5 separate regions of the Mus musculus genome follow, and all the other regions are linked to region 1. Evidence: chromatin contacts called from public HiChIP or PLAC-seq and promoter capture Hi-C data. All regions are on one chromosome and are shown on one strand. Each heading gives the region's core, a stretch centred on a gene start, on an enhancer-like site or on the middle of the called end of the contact. The rest is flanking DNA. Distances are from core to core; before and after follow the strand shown.

What was found. Promoter capture Hi-C pulls out the DNA fragments that hold promoters and counts their contacts. HiChIP or PLAC-seq counts read pairs in DNA pulled down with a chosen protein or histone mark. Capture Hi-C pulls out chosen DNA fragments and counts their contacts.
Region 2: a contact with region 1 is called in a promoter capture Hi-C map of pre-B cells, with 4 times the contacts expected there. The contact joins the promoter of Mdh1 here to the promoter of Meis1 in region 1.
Region 3: a contact with region 1 is called in a promoter capture Hi-C map of liver, with 5 times the contacts expected there. The contact joins the promoter of Sec61g here to the promoter of Meis1 in region 1. A contact is called at or near these places in 1 of 39 promoter capture datasets (pre-B cells), 1 of 115 datasets of contacts at active chromatin or transcription factors (astrocytes) and 3 of 9 other capture datasets (adipose tissue, embryonic stem cells and liver).
Region 4: a contact with region 1 is called in an H3K27ac HiChIP or PLAC-seq map of acute myeloid leukemia, with 11 times the contacts expected there. The contact joins the promoter of Peli1 here to the promoter of Meis1 in region 1. A contact is called at or near these places in 1 of 39 promoter capture datasets (pre-B cells) and 1 of 115 datasets of contacts at active chromatin or transcription factors (acute myeloid leukemia).
Region 5: a promoter capture Hi-C map of pre-B cells shows a contact between it and region 1, with 9 times the contacts expected there. The contact joins the promoter of Fbxo48 here to the promoter of Meis1 in region 1. A contact is called at or near these places in 4 of 39 promoter capture datasets (embryonic stem cells, hippocampal neurons, liver and 1 more), 1 of 484 Hi-C or Micro-C datasets (olfactory sensory neurons) and 1 of 115 datasets of contacts at active chromatin or transcription factors (astrocytes).

The regions. Positions count from the first base shown.
Region 1 is chr11:19,017,618-19,020,257 of GRCm38.p6, reverse strand. It overlaps Meis1 (Meis homeobox 1), which reads left to right and starts at 1,289. Exons shown (of 12, transcript NM_010789.3): 1 at 1,289-2,037. The coding sequence starts at 2,026. Gm16141 (a long non-coding RNA gene) reads right to left here. Exons shown (of 3, transcript XR_381070.4): 3 at 1,928-2,640.
Region 2 is chr11:21,570,584-21,573,223 of GRCm38.p6, reverse strand. It overlaps Mdh1 (malate dehydrogenase 1, NAD (soluble)), which reads left to right and starts at 1,290. Exons shown (of 9, transcript NM_008618.3): 1 at 1,290-1,494. The coding sequence starts at 1,492. Wdpcp (WD repeat containing planar cell polarity effector) reads right to left here and starts at 943. Exons shown (of 18, transcript NM_145425.3): 1 at 854-943.
Region 3 is chr11:16,507,197-16,509,836 of GRCm38.p6, reverse strand. It overlaps Sec61g (SEC61, gamma subunit), which reads left to right and starts at 1,353. Exons shown (of 4, transcript NM_011343.3): 1 at 1,353-1,733. The coding sequence starts at 1,644.
Region 4 is chr11:21,090,017-21,092,656 of GRCm38.p6, reverse strand. Peli1 (pellino 1) reads right to left here and starts at 1,333. Exons shown (of 7, transcript NM_023324.2): 1 at 979-1,333.
Region 5 is chr11:16,950,071-16,952,710 of GRCm38.p6, reverse strand. Fbxo48 (F-box protein 48) reads right to left here and starts at 1,301. Exons shown (of 4, transcript NM_176982.2): 1 at 247-1,301. Eldr (Egfr long non-coding downstream RNA) reads left to right here and starts at 1,429. Exons shown (of 4, transcript NR_110425.1): 1 at 1,429-1,691; 2 at 1,781-1,829.

The sequences.
Region 1 (2,640 bases), core at 40-2,539:
GGGTGTGGTATTTCAAGAGAGAAAGTTAAAAACCACTGGCTGGTTGGAGACTTTAAGTTGTGGGCAGGGTCAGCTTTTGTCTGAAATCTCAGCTTCCGAAGTGGATTTCTTTTTCTCTGGAACTGGGAGCTTTCACGGGGCTGGGTTCGGAGATAGACAAATTGAGAGATGGAGGTCTGGGAGGCCGGCTCCGGGCGTCGCCGCTGAAAGAGCTGGGGGTGGGGGGTGGGAGGGAGCGCAGCGTCTCCAGGCCCGAGCAAGGCCGAGGCTGGAGCCCCTCGGCGTCGCCCAGACAAAGGCAGCCCCAGCCGCAGCGCAGCGGAGCTCTGCAGCTTCGCCGCGCCCCGGGCGCACGGCTAAACTTGCCGGTAGCGCAATCGAGAAAGAGCCTCGGGTCCCGGGGCTCCCAGGCCCCGGCCGCCCGCAAGGTCTGGCTGCTTGGTGCCCGCGTTGAGTTTCGTTCTCCAGCGGTCATAAATAGCTCGGTGTTTGTAAACAAGCGCTGGGGGCACATTCCCGGCGCTCGGCTCATTGTTCCCTCCCTTCCTCCCTCACTTCGCGCGGCGGCTGGGGCTGAGGGCTGCAAGAGAGGAGGTGGGGACGTCCGGACTCAAAGTGACAAAATGCAAGCATTTCCTTTCCTCCGGCCCTACGTCCACTTCTGACAGCGGGGGGAGAAAAAAAAATAAAGAAAGAAAGAAAAAACCCAAACCAAAAGAAAAAAAAGAAAAGAAAAGAAAACCTCTAAGCTGAGTCTGCAGAACGCCCGGGCGACCGCTACCCCACGTTCTCAGGACTCTCGAGCGGAACCTTTTCCAGTCCAGTTCCAGCTCCTCTTCTTGCTCTGGCTTTGACTTTTCTCCTCCGGGAGTCTAGCAGAGAATCCAGTACTTTTGGCATCACCCCCACCCCGAAAAATACTGGCAGACCCCAATAATTTCGAGGAAAGTCTTGAAGTCTTTCATGAGCGGAGCCCTGAGCGAATTAACTCCGGCATCTGCCTGCCCTACGTTTATTCCCGATTTATTTCAAGCGTCCGCTTTGGGAAGAGAGGCTGGAAGGGGACGTAAAGCCGGCGGGTTGGGAGCTGCAGCCTGTATTTGTGTGCATGTGCCCTGGGTGTGTGGTGTTAGTGCCTGGGCGTGCGAATTTGTGGAGTGTCTTTCTGCCTCTCCAGTGCGGCCAGAGCTCGCTTCGCGCACCCACCCCTGCCGAGGAGCCTACTTGCTGCAGCCCAATGCATTGTGTAAGACGCGACCTGTTATGGCCACCACTACTTCCGGGTTCTAGCATTCTGGTCGGAATCCACCTCTCCGCCTGTGCAACACACACTTTACACACGCACGGCGACTGCAAGCGGGCAGCATCGATCGTGGCTCCTTTAAGACAAACTCAGACAGACATTTTTTTAACCCTCCTCTCTAATCTCCCTTCAGTGCAGCAGTTGCAAAGAGGGAGAGAGAAAGAGAAAGAGAGCGAGAGAAGAGAGAAACTGATTAGGAATTAGGACTGATTCAAGGAAAGCGGGCGCTAGGGCTTTGTGCATTTGAATATTAACATTTGAGGTGTTCTGACCAGAAGAAGACAGAACGGACGATCATTCATTCACCACGTTGACAACCTCGCCTGTGATTGACAGCTGGAGTGGCAGAAAGCCATGAGATTTGGTAGTTGGGTCTGAGGGGCGCTCTTTTTTTTTTTTCTTTTTCTTTTCTTTTCTTTCTTTTTTTTTAAACTGATTTTTTTGGGGGGGAGAGAAGATCTGCTTTTTTTTTCCCCTCCCACTGCTGTCTTGGTGGAACCAGAGCGCTTTTATGCTCAGCGACGCGGGCGCCTTGCTTCAGGTCCGGTAGACCGAAGATCTGGGACCAGTAATTCACACTGCTGGAGACGCAAAGGGATTTTTTTTTGTTATTGTTGTGCTTTATTTTTTTTTCCGGGGGAGTTTGCATATTTGTTTCTTTTCACACTGGCCTTAAAGAGGATATATTAGAAGTTGAAGTAGGAAGGGAGCCAGAGAGGCCGATGGCGCAAAGGGTACGTATTAAAAGCAATTGTGGAAGTCAAATGTGAGATTAAATTGAAACGTGGCTGAAAGACACTGCTACTAAGTTTCCTCTTTTCTTTCTCTCTTTTTGAATGAGGATCCTAAAGCCGCGGCCTAAATCGACAGTTTTACTTAATGCGTTTGCAGCCTTATGCATGTTTCTTGTGGTTAATTCAAGTGATCAAGTTGTCTATAGATTCCTAGCCAACAGCTATATAAATAAAAATACAAGCTCAAGGAATCACCTGTTTTAAAAGATAAAAAAGACAAGGGGGAAGATGCTTCATATCCAGTGCTGTAATTTAAGCATTTAGGGACCAAAAGTTTAAAGCTATGTTTAATGAAAATGAACAGCTGAGAACTTTTGCCTCATTATCGATTATATTCATCTTCAGTATCAGTAGAAATGGGGAGCATTTTCCGCTAAGTAATGTCCTGGTGCAGTGAATTTTTGGTTGGAAAAACATTCCTTTTATAAAAGTAATTTTAATTTGCATGGGATTTTATGCAAGATAATAAGTTTGTAGATTTTTTCCTTAGCTAAGTTCTGTACTAGTTAGATACTAAATACAGAGCTCTCACTTTTAAAATGC
Region 2 (2,640 bases), core at 41-2,540, 2.6 Mb before region 1:
AGTCCTTTATGGGTGCTGCCATCTCTGGGCTGGTGGTCCTGGGTTCTATAAAGAAGCAGACTTAGCAAGCCATGAGGAACAAACCAATAAGCAGCACTCCTCCATGGTCTCTGCAACAGCTCATGCCCTCCATATTCCTACTTATTCTGAGTTCCTCGAATGATGGGCCAAAATGTGGAAGAGTAGGCCAAATAAATCCTTTCCCCTAACCTGCTTTTGGTCATGGTGTTTCATCGCAGAAATAGAAGCCCTGACTAAGGCATCATATTTCTCTCTCCAAATACTAAATCTTCCAAAAACAAAACTGAAGCCATCCACCATCCATTTAATAGTGACAGAAAATTCTGACGTTAGACCAAGAGCATATTCATTGGTCTGTTCCAAGGCACATGTTTTCGAATATCCGTACAACAAACGGAGAATACAGATTTCCCTTAACAACTTTCATTTTAAATGAAAGCCTCTTGAGATGTTTTAGCTGCTAACATTTCGCCTGAAACAATCAGTGTCTCCCAACTTCCCCTGGAAGTAACAGGTTTCCAAAAAGAGAATGAGCAAAAAGTGTCAATATTCACAGTCGGCAAAGAAAATTAGATCGGTACACCACAAGTAAACACAAGGAAGGGGCTCACTCCACAAACAAAACTTTCTGACTTTACTTTGGAAAAGTTACACTGACTCAAACTGCAAGACACTCTTCGTCCCTCCTGAAAACTGTGGCATCCACACGCTCCTGACACTAACAGGGGACTCCGGAGGTCGCCCACAACCACCGGCTTCGGATTCAGGATACGCGCATCAGTGCCGCACCCTGTTCTGACCCCCAGATAAAAACCCTCGGGGCCGAGCTCACCAGCCTGGGACGTGAGAACACAGCTCCACAAGCTCTTGGTCTGGAGAGCGCTCAGGTGAGGCTGCCTCGTCGCCTAGCAACGGTGAAGCTGCCCGTTCTTCCGCAAGCGTCAATTCCTCCCGCCTCTGAGAGAGTTTTTAAAAGGTTTTGTTTCCGGGTCGAGCGGGCTTTAAGCAACGGAAGGTCTCTTAGCCGCCCTTGTTTAGTCTTGGGGGAGGATAGATTCTCGGTGGAGCGACGTGTGCTGTCGCTCAGGGGTCGTTTCTCCTCCCTCGAGTTAACGCCTCCTCTCCTGCCAATTGCTGAGCGCCATCAGGCAGGCGCCTCACTCAAAGCACCAACCCTCTGCTCACAGACGCGCTCCAATCACCGAGGCTCAGCCCCGGGACTACTTTGCAGCGAGGCGCGTAGGAAGAAGGGGTTTGGGGGAATTGTAGTTTAGCACTGTCAGGAATGCACGAAGGTGGGCGCCAGAGGTCGCCGGAAGAACTACACTTCCCAGAAAGGGCCGTGTCTCCAGCCGAACCTTTGCGGGCCAGCCCCGCGTTCTCTCCCAGAGTCTGTTCCGCTGTAGAGGTGACCTGACTGCTGGAGACTGCCTTTTGCAGGTGCAGAGATCGGCCTTGCAGTTTGCAATAATGGTGAGTGTGGGCTCCTGGAACCTGCAGCAGCTCCGGCCTCTCGGCCTCCTCCTGCGCTTGATGCGCTTTTAAAAAGCAGTAATGCCGGGAGCTGTCCTCCGCGCGGTTTGCAAAATCTGACTCATTCTCACGACTGTCGCAGTAACCCAGATACTGGAAAGGGGTTCGCAAGGACTCTAGAGAAATCACTGTCCTTGGAAAGTCGGGTCTCAGTCCTTGCGCAGGAGGGACAAAATTTTCTCCGAAGGACCTTAAAGGATTTGTTGTGGGGGATGAGAATTATGGGAGGGGAAGAATTAGGTCCTAACACTATTTTGCCTCTTAAGCTCTTGGAAAGAATAGGCCTCTGATGTTGATTTACCGGTAGTGCTCCAGGTTATGATCCCAGTTTTCAGGAGACATGTTTCCACCATATTTGATTTAAAAGAAAACAAATGTTACTGAAAACCTATTCTTGATCTCCGTTTGTAATGACAGGACTAGCATCGCTAGTCAAACAGTGCCGATATTCTTTACTACTCTGTCATAAATTCTGAAGGCCTCCTTGCAGATGTAACGTAACCATCTTGTTGAAGCTCTAGATCTATCTTGTCCTCAGCGGGCGGAGGGGGGTGACGTGAAAGAGAGCTCTGACGTAGGACTAATCTTCATGCTGTTTGAAGGTGACATTTGCCACCAGACTGGAAATTGCTAAGTACTTTGAAATTTACATTTTAAAAATACGTGTTGTCCTTTAATATCAAGATGGGAAATGTGAGATGAATTGAAAATTTTTGGATGAATTGGAAATTTCACAGAACCCAAGGAGACATGTTTTCAAACAAGGACAAAAACTCCCTCAATCTCTATAAGAAACCCTAAGGGAATAATTACTAATTTCCAGTCATTGTTGCCTAGTTATTTTGACACATAAGTAGTTATTTAAATTATGGCTTAAGCAGTCTCTGTCTTAATAATTTTAGTAATAAAGTGGCACTAGTTATCCAAGAACTTCAGACTTTAGGCTGTTAGGCCTATATGAAAACCTTTTTACAATCATCTTATCCAAAACCCCACTTTAAATACTAAAATTTAATTTGTTGAGACTCAGAATGCGAGTTGCTCAAGGTCATAAGGCTTGCACCTAGGGTCTCTTGTTCTTCCCAT
Region 3 (2,640 bases), core at 104-2,603, 2.5 Mb after region 1:
TTGGGGAGGAAAGGGTTTAATCAGCTTGCACTTCCATACTGTTGTTCATCACTGAAGAAGTCAGGACTGGAACTCAAGCAGGTCAGGGAGCAGGAGCTGATGCAGAGGCCATGGAGAGGCCAATCATTCTTATTGATTTGCTTCCCCTGGCTTGCTCAGCTTGCTTTCTCATAGAACACAAGACTACCAGCCCAGAGATGACACCTCCCACAAGGGGCCTTTCCCCCTTGATCACTAATTGAGAAAATACCCCACAGCTGGATCTCATGGAGGCATTTCCTCAACTGAAGCTCCTTTCTCTGTGATTACTCCAGCTGTGTCAAGTTGACACAAAAACCCAGCCAGTAAGTAACCTAATTTGGATAATCCTTCACAGTATGCTAGAAGTTTGTCACCTATATTTAGCTGCCCTGTTTTAGTGGTTTTAAAAATCATATTTTTTTGTTTTACTCAGTTCCACTTCTCCTGAATTCTTATGGATTCTGTGTTTCTTTAAACATCATTAATATATGAATCACTCTCCTGTTTTATCTTTTTGCAGTGTTTAATCCTGGGCTTGAATGTGTATATATATATTTGTTTTGTTTTGAGACGTTTTTCATATAACCCAAGCTGTCCTTCAAATTTCTATGTAGCTAAGGGTGACCTGGAACATCTACACACCTCCTATTCTCAAGTGATAGATTTATAGATGCGTACTTATACTGAAACAACCACGAAAAACATAAGAATGTTATAATACAGTAGCTGCATTAACCCCTTTTATATCCAAAGGCCAAGTTATGCCAGATTGACAGTTGTCACTTCCCAATATATGGCTGCAAGCTGAGTTAAAAAAAGAAACTCTAATTGCTCATTTTGAATATACAAAAACAACTCCTTCAAATAGCAAAGAACTAATGTTTCAAGGTAGTGCTTCATGACACTTGCAAACCTGCTGTATCTTTTTTAGTGATTGGAAGAAAATTTTTATAGGTCTTTTAGATACTAATGGTAGAATTATGGTTTGTGCTCCATATGAAAGCAAAGTATTGTAATCTGTTTCACAGTACTTGCCCGAGGTTGCACGTGAAATGAAGTAAAAACTCTTCAAAGCCTACTGATAGAGCCAATCAAGATTATCCAAGCAACAAATCTTAACTCAGAAATGTCAAATGTATTGCACTCAGAGACTGTTAGTACCAGCAGTACATCTAATTCCTCATTGGGGACAAGAAAGTTCTAGGTAGGCGGTCTTAATTCCCTCTATATTCCCATGAATAATAAGCAGAAAGTCATTTTCCGGGAATGGAGAATAGTTTGAATTAGGTCGTTCATACTGAGATGTTTGTTTCATTTTTGATCAGTGACATTATTTGCATGCGCAGCGGGGAGACTCATAGCTGTAGCGCAGACACTCACTCACTAACTAACTAGCGACACTTCGTGGATTTACGTTGAGGCTGCTGGAGAGGCTGCTGGAGAGGCTGCGCCCGAGACCGGGAGGCGAACAATCGGGAACCAAGATCCCACACCGCCCGCCCGTTCAGCTGGAGAGACCCGAATCGCTCAGGTCGGCCTCTGCTCGGGAAGCCGGGAGAAACACACGTAGCACTGCGCCGGCGTAGTGACGTCTCTGCGTGAAGAGCCAATTGAAAGGAGGAATGGGCGGGCTGTGGGTTGCCAGCTTCCGGTTCCGTTGGGCTCGGTTCTCTCCTGAGCTACGTGTCTCTACGCTCTCAATCCGCCATCCAGTAAGTAAGGATTTTCTCATGAGTGGTAGGTAGGGGAAAGCTGGTCTAGGGTTCATGGCACAAAGGGGCCGCGGGATGGGAGGCCAGGGACACGGAGGGACCAGGGGAGGTGAAGAAACTGGAGGTACGAGCGTCCGGTGGGATGATTGGGGCCGGGATCTAAGTGGGCGCGAGATGAGCGGGCCTGGGGGTCGTGGAGATCAAAGGAACCCCCGGGGAAAGGGGCGGCGAAGGGGCCACGGGCTGGGGTCACGAGGACGTCCTTGATAAGCCTGGAGGCCAGGAGCTGGACCTGGAAGCTGCAGAACTGTGGACAAGTTGGCTGAGCCGGGTCGCTGATGGACAGGTGGACAGAGAGCCATTCATTTATGAAAAGGGCAAAATCCAGGCACAGGTTCTACCTACGTAGCCTCAGATGGAATTAGCCAGTCAAGACCTCTAAGGAGGAGGGTTTCCAAAAGTTCACGAACTCAGAGCTTAGCGTCTGGATCTAGGGTTCAGCCTTCTCCCTGAACATCCCCTGCCTGAACATCCTCACACTGTTGGTGAACTCATTGTCTCTTGTGGCTTCCAGAGCCTGATGCTTTGAACCTCTTGTGAAGTTGTGTTCAGGTGTCGAAATTTAAAGTAAAAGTGTTTGATCAGTAGTCAGCATCGAGAAGTCTTAGTGGACTCGTGCTCTCCTCTAACAGCGAGTGCAGTGGTTGGTCTAGTGGTTTTAGGGCTGTTGGATTTGAAGAACAGCTAAATGAAACACCGAGAAAACAGGCGTCCCTTTGCTTTCTGTATCAGGCTGTGAATTGATTTCTTAGTGTGTACCTTAAGTGGTTCAGCTATTTGTCCACTGTTCACGGCTTAAAACTGGGACCCAGCAGGGCTTCTATTTTCTAGCTAGAGAGTGTAATTA
Region 4 (2,640 bases), core at 84-2,583, 2.1 Mb before region 1:
AGATGCTCAATATTTGTTGATGGAAGAGTGCTGGGGCTAAAACCAACGAGCATATTGTGAGTAGTGACTAAACATGTTAAATGTAGGTTAAGTAAAAACTATCCCCTCCCTCATCATTGTTGTCTGACTTTGTAAGAGATCTGCACATATAAACATAATATATGGCGAAGTGAGTTGATGACTTACAGTATCTTCACCACTCGGAACATTTTTCAGAAAGTCCTTTGAGGTTTTAAGATTCAAATACTATTTAAAAAGAATTATTGTTTCAACTACCTAACAATTACCTAGACTTCTTCCAGACTTCATTTAACCTGTAAGTAAAATGAGCATCTTTAACTTTTCCACAGGGCATTTGGAGAATGAGTTATTACTCATAAACGCTTTCGGAGCCTCAGACACCAGCGCGGTACATCAAGCGTATCCATCAATTTGAGGGCTTTCTGGACCTCAGTTTACCCACGTACGGAAACGGGCTTGGCAAGGGCCGGGAGGTGAAATTAATTAGTGTTTTTAAAATGCTCTGAGATTCCCAAGATGAAAGGAAACGTAGAGGCACGCAGAGATGATGACAATAATCATAACAATAAAAAGAATGACTAACTTGGAATTCTGTGTTACGTAAGGAAGCTGAGAAGTTATCAGATTCACACAAACAAAAGAAAAGCCCACCGCCCCTTTGTTCCCCTTCCACTTCGCCGGCCTGCAGCCTGGCCGCGGGAGCGAGAACCGGGCCGCCGAGCTGGGGCTCCCCTCCGCCGCGCACCCGCTCCAGCCGTGGGGGAGGGCGTTCCGGGCAGCTCCTCACAAAGGCGCTTCCTCCCTCCGCGCGGGATGCGGCGCCGCAAACTCTGCTCCCCGCCGCCTCCCCGCGGGCGGGCGGGCGCGCAGGCCGCCGCGCCGCCACCGGCAAAGGCTCGGAGGAAGTTCCGCGCCGCCGGCCCTCGCGCCCCCGTTCGCCGCCCGCGCCGCACTCACCGGACGACTGCTGGTGGCCGGAACGCCAGCTCGGCCCGCCGCACGGACACCCGGGGCGCGGGGGCGGCGCGAGCACCGGTTGAACGCAGGCACCAGCGGAGCCCGCCGCCTTCCCGCCAGCCGCCGAGCCCCGCGAGGCCGAGTGGAACGCAGAGCCGAGCGCGGACTAGAGAGGGAGGCTCGGGCCCGCTTTGTGGTGAGCTCCCCGGGCTGCAGGCAGATCCGGTGGCGCCGCACGGCCGCTGCTGCCGCTGCTGCTGTTGTCGCTGCCGCTGCTGCTGCTGTTGCTGGCGCTGGAGAAGGCGGCGGCGGCGCCCCCGACGGTCCCTCCGCCTCGAACCGCCTTTGGGTCACTGACACACACTGGGAAGGAGGGACCGGGACTAGCGGGAGGGCGGGGCATAAGGGTAAGGGGCAGGGCCACATCGCGAGGCGGTGCCGAGAGGGCTCTTGGGAACTGTAGTTCTCTTTACCGAGAGAGAAAAAAAAAAGTATCTGTTGTGGAGGAGCCTACTGCTGGCTCTGCGCTGTGCACGCGCAAGGGGGTTGGGGCGGGGACTGTTGCCATAGTCACCCATTCACTAAGCCTGAAGGTTCTGGACTGTAGTTGACTAAACAAGGCTGGTCTTGTGTCTTTGGTGCCATTGGGTTCCTGCCCACAGCCAGTCCCTCCTGCTTCACCCCACCCCCAACCACTTCCAAGTGCCCAGTGAAATCTAACTTCCTCTTGACATGGCAGTCTCCTTGGTTGTTTAGATTTCTTCTGCAAATCATAAATACCCCCTTCCTTTGCCTCCTTCAAGAGAATTACCCAAGGTACTAAAAATCTACTTGTTCTTAGTGTTTTAACAATTAGGTTATAAAACTGTAGGGAGCGTGACCATTAACAGAATTCTGTAATTTCTTTGTTCGGTTAGTTACATTTAATTCCAACCCAAGTTCAGCATTAACAGCATTGTTGGATCATTGTACTGCAATTTGTTCATCTGAAAATCTATAGTTCTTCAAACATCCAGATTCCATAAATATATATTCAAAAGATAAGTAGAGAGAGTTCAGAACTGTTCAATGTATGTATTAGCCGATTCAAGTTTCTCACTATCAAATTACAACATACGGCACCTTGAAACATGGTATGGGTATGTTGTGCTCAGCTAAGTCTTACACCCTTTCTAAATGACCAGGTATGCATGTATGGTGGTGTGAGAAAACACAGTACTGGCTCTCCAGAAGGTTTACAGGTAATTTGCCTCAGTTTCCCTTAATAGAGTACCTAGAACCTGGAAGAAAAAACATTAATGCCAAGGAATCAGACATCTATTTCAAGATGGGAAACTAAGGATTTTCAAATAGTCTTAGGATCAAAAACCCTGGATGCCCACAGACCACATAATTATTTGATCAATGAAGAAATAAGTAATTTAAGAAACAAGTACACGGGAGACAGAGAATGGCTCAGCAGGGCTCAGCAGTTAAGAGCACTGGTCACGCTTCCAAAGGACCTGGCTTCTTTTCCAGCACCAATGTGGACACTCACAGCCTCCTGTAACTTCAGGGAATCCAACACCATCTTCTGGCCTCATTGGCCCATAGACATATATGCAGGCAAGACACCTGTATTTAAAATATTTAATGTAGATATTTAAATAAAATACTAAAAAA
Region 5 (2,640 bases), core at 52-2,551, 2.1 Mb after region 1:
ATCTTATGTGCCTAATTATGAGCTAAGGATCACTGTCCCCAAATCTATTACTGAGTGACAAGTACAATCTAAGTAGTTCATAATTCAGCTAGGAATAGTATATAGCTATAGATGTAAAGCCTTATTCCAGCTAATGTTCTCAAGGACCACAGTGGAAGCTTCTGGAAGCTTCAAGGCTGCACACATCATCCTGGGCCATGTTGCAATATAAGCACAATTTGTGTTTACCTACTTTATAATACTTACAGTTCCTTTTGTGGTGGAGAATCAGGATACAATAGGCATTTGATGTATAGCTAAATATCTCTTCATTCAGTGACTAACAATTCCCTTTTCAGATGCACTACTCGAGTCTTTGTAGTTAGTAACATCATGGTGACTACCTTTGGTTAGGCTGTTTATGATCCAAACTGGTTGTGGTTAGAACTGTAATGTCTGAACTGAACAGGGGCTTCCTTTAGAAATAGAAAATAGAAAGCAACTTGGTGTGCAAAAACAAGACAAAACCCACAAGATCAAGTATTTGCAACGAACCTTCTCCCCTCCTACCACTGGTACAAACTAAAGGCAAAGTGTCATCTTTGAAACTAAGTTTCTATTAGGAGGTTACACTACACTCAGATGTTTGCTGTTTCTCCCAGGCTCTCCCTAGGAATAAAATCTTTCCTTCTGTCAAAGGAATTCCACAAGAGGCAGGAAGTTTTTCAATTGAACATTCTGTGGTGCCTTGGTCATATTCCCAAAAATCTCACTAGGAATCTTCTAAATTATCTCTCTTGAATGCCTCGAAAGCTATTCCTTGTATGTCGCCTCTTTTTGAACCAACCTTGCGGAAATATTGCGTTAGCTTGCGGTCCTCCCACCTCCTTTTCAAAGATCTGCTTCTATGTATGTGTATTGCCGGTTTGCTTGCAAACAAGTCTCAGCACACAGTGCGTGCGCTGCCCGCAGGAGCCAAAAGGGGGGTGGGATCCCCGAAATGGAGTAACAGTCAGTGGCAAGACCCCTCTGTGGACACTGGGAACTAAACCTGGGTCTTTGAGAAGAGCGGTCACTCTGGGCCACCTCCAGCCCCTCCATCCACCGTCCTGTCAAATGTCACTAGGAGTGAGCAAACCGAGAAAGAGCATCGTCGGGCAAGACTAGTTCTCAGGGAGCCCACACCAGTCCTGGCGAGCGCAACCACATCCCTGTGCTGTGAGGACAGGCAGGAGAAGCGACCGACCACAGCTGAGCACGCTGGTCCCTGTGCAGGGAAGGGCAGAGCTGCCTCTCCTACCTAAAGGCGCGGTGCCGGCTCCTCCCGCGATTTCAGTCCTCCGGATTTGAATCTTTTCCGGAAGGCCTTCATGTCCCGCCCTCTCAAGCCTCGCTCCACCCATTTGCATGCGCGGTGCCTTCTGGGATTGGTAGTTTACCCTGCGTTTCATCACCGTAAGGGAAGGAAAGAAAGGAGGCCCAAGTCACTGCAAGGTCCAGCGTCCCCGCTGAGTGACAGCGGGCACATGGGCGGGACTTAAAAGAGCGGGACTTACAAAGGGCGGGACTTACAAAGGGCGGGACTTGCAAAGGGCGGGACTCCCAAAGTGCTTTGGTAGCTAGCGAGGGCTTTGAGACGGCCGAGAGTTTGAGCGCCAAGGCTCTCTCTCCCCAGGGGACTCTGCAACCTGACTAGGTGCTCCTTCCCTGAGGTGTGTGCTCGACAAAGGTTGCTGAAAAAGTTCACGTTGAAATTTTTTTTGATGATAATATCGTGTTACTCATTTCCTTTGTTTCTTAGCATAGTAACATTCCAGGGAGCTGCCCGGGGAAGCTTAACGCTCGATGCGGTATGTATTCTATCTAGTAGCATCTTGCAAAAATATAGTGAAATATCAAGGACTACCGAGACTGCTATATACGATGGAATTGCAAACCTTTCAGCTTATGTGGTTATTAAGTTAGCTGAACATTGTAGTTTTGTTCCCAGAGAAGATATTTGCTAGCATTCAACATTTACCCCTTGCCAGTCTTTCGTGCAGTTCTGTATTTCTCTAAGACTGCTTTTGCATATTACACCCTTACGGCCTTTAGTTTGAACATTCTATATGTCTCTGATTATAAAGATGTTGAAGCTAAGAGATACTTGTTTACTTAGGCCTAATGGCAGAAAGCATCCTGGGGAACTTTCCAGGATGTACATATATATACATAGAAACGCTCAATATCCCCTGTTATGGATTCAAGAAACTGTGACTCCCCTGGGAAGACACATTTAAGAGCGGACTACCTCGTGTATTGAGCTTCTTCACATTCCCAGTTAATGTCTGAAATAAGAAGTCAGAGACTTACCAGAAGGAACAGACCTTGGGGTGAGAGCTGAGGGAAGGGAGCTGCTTTCATAAAAAACACCAATCCGATCAAAGCCATACATCCCACTAGCTGGCATAAGAAAGCCTATAGCTTTCTATAGAAGATATGAGTCAGAAATACAAGGAAAGAGGAAATGGTGTGTGTGTATGTGGTGGTGGTGGTGGGGGGGTGGGGGGAAGGGGGCACCATTTGGTGTGTGCTGGTTGGTTTTTGTCAACTTGACACCTTGGAAGAAGGAACCTCAAATGAGGAATTGTCTCACTCGGACTGGACTGTAGGCAAGTTTAT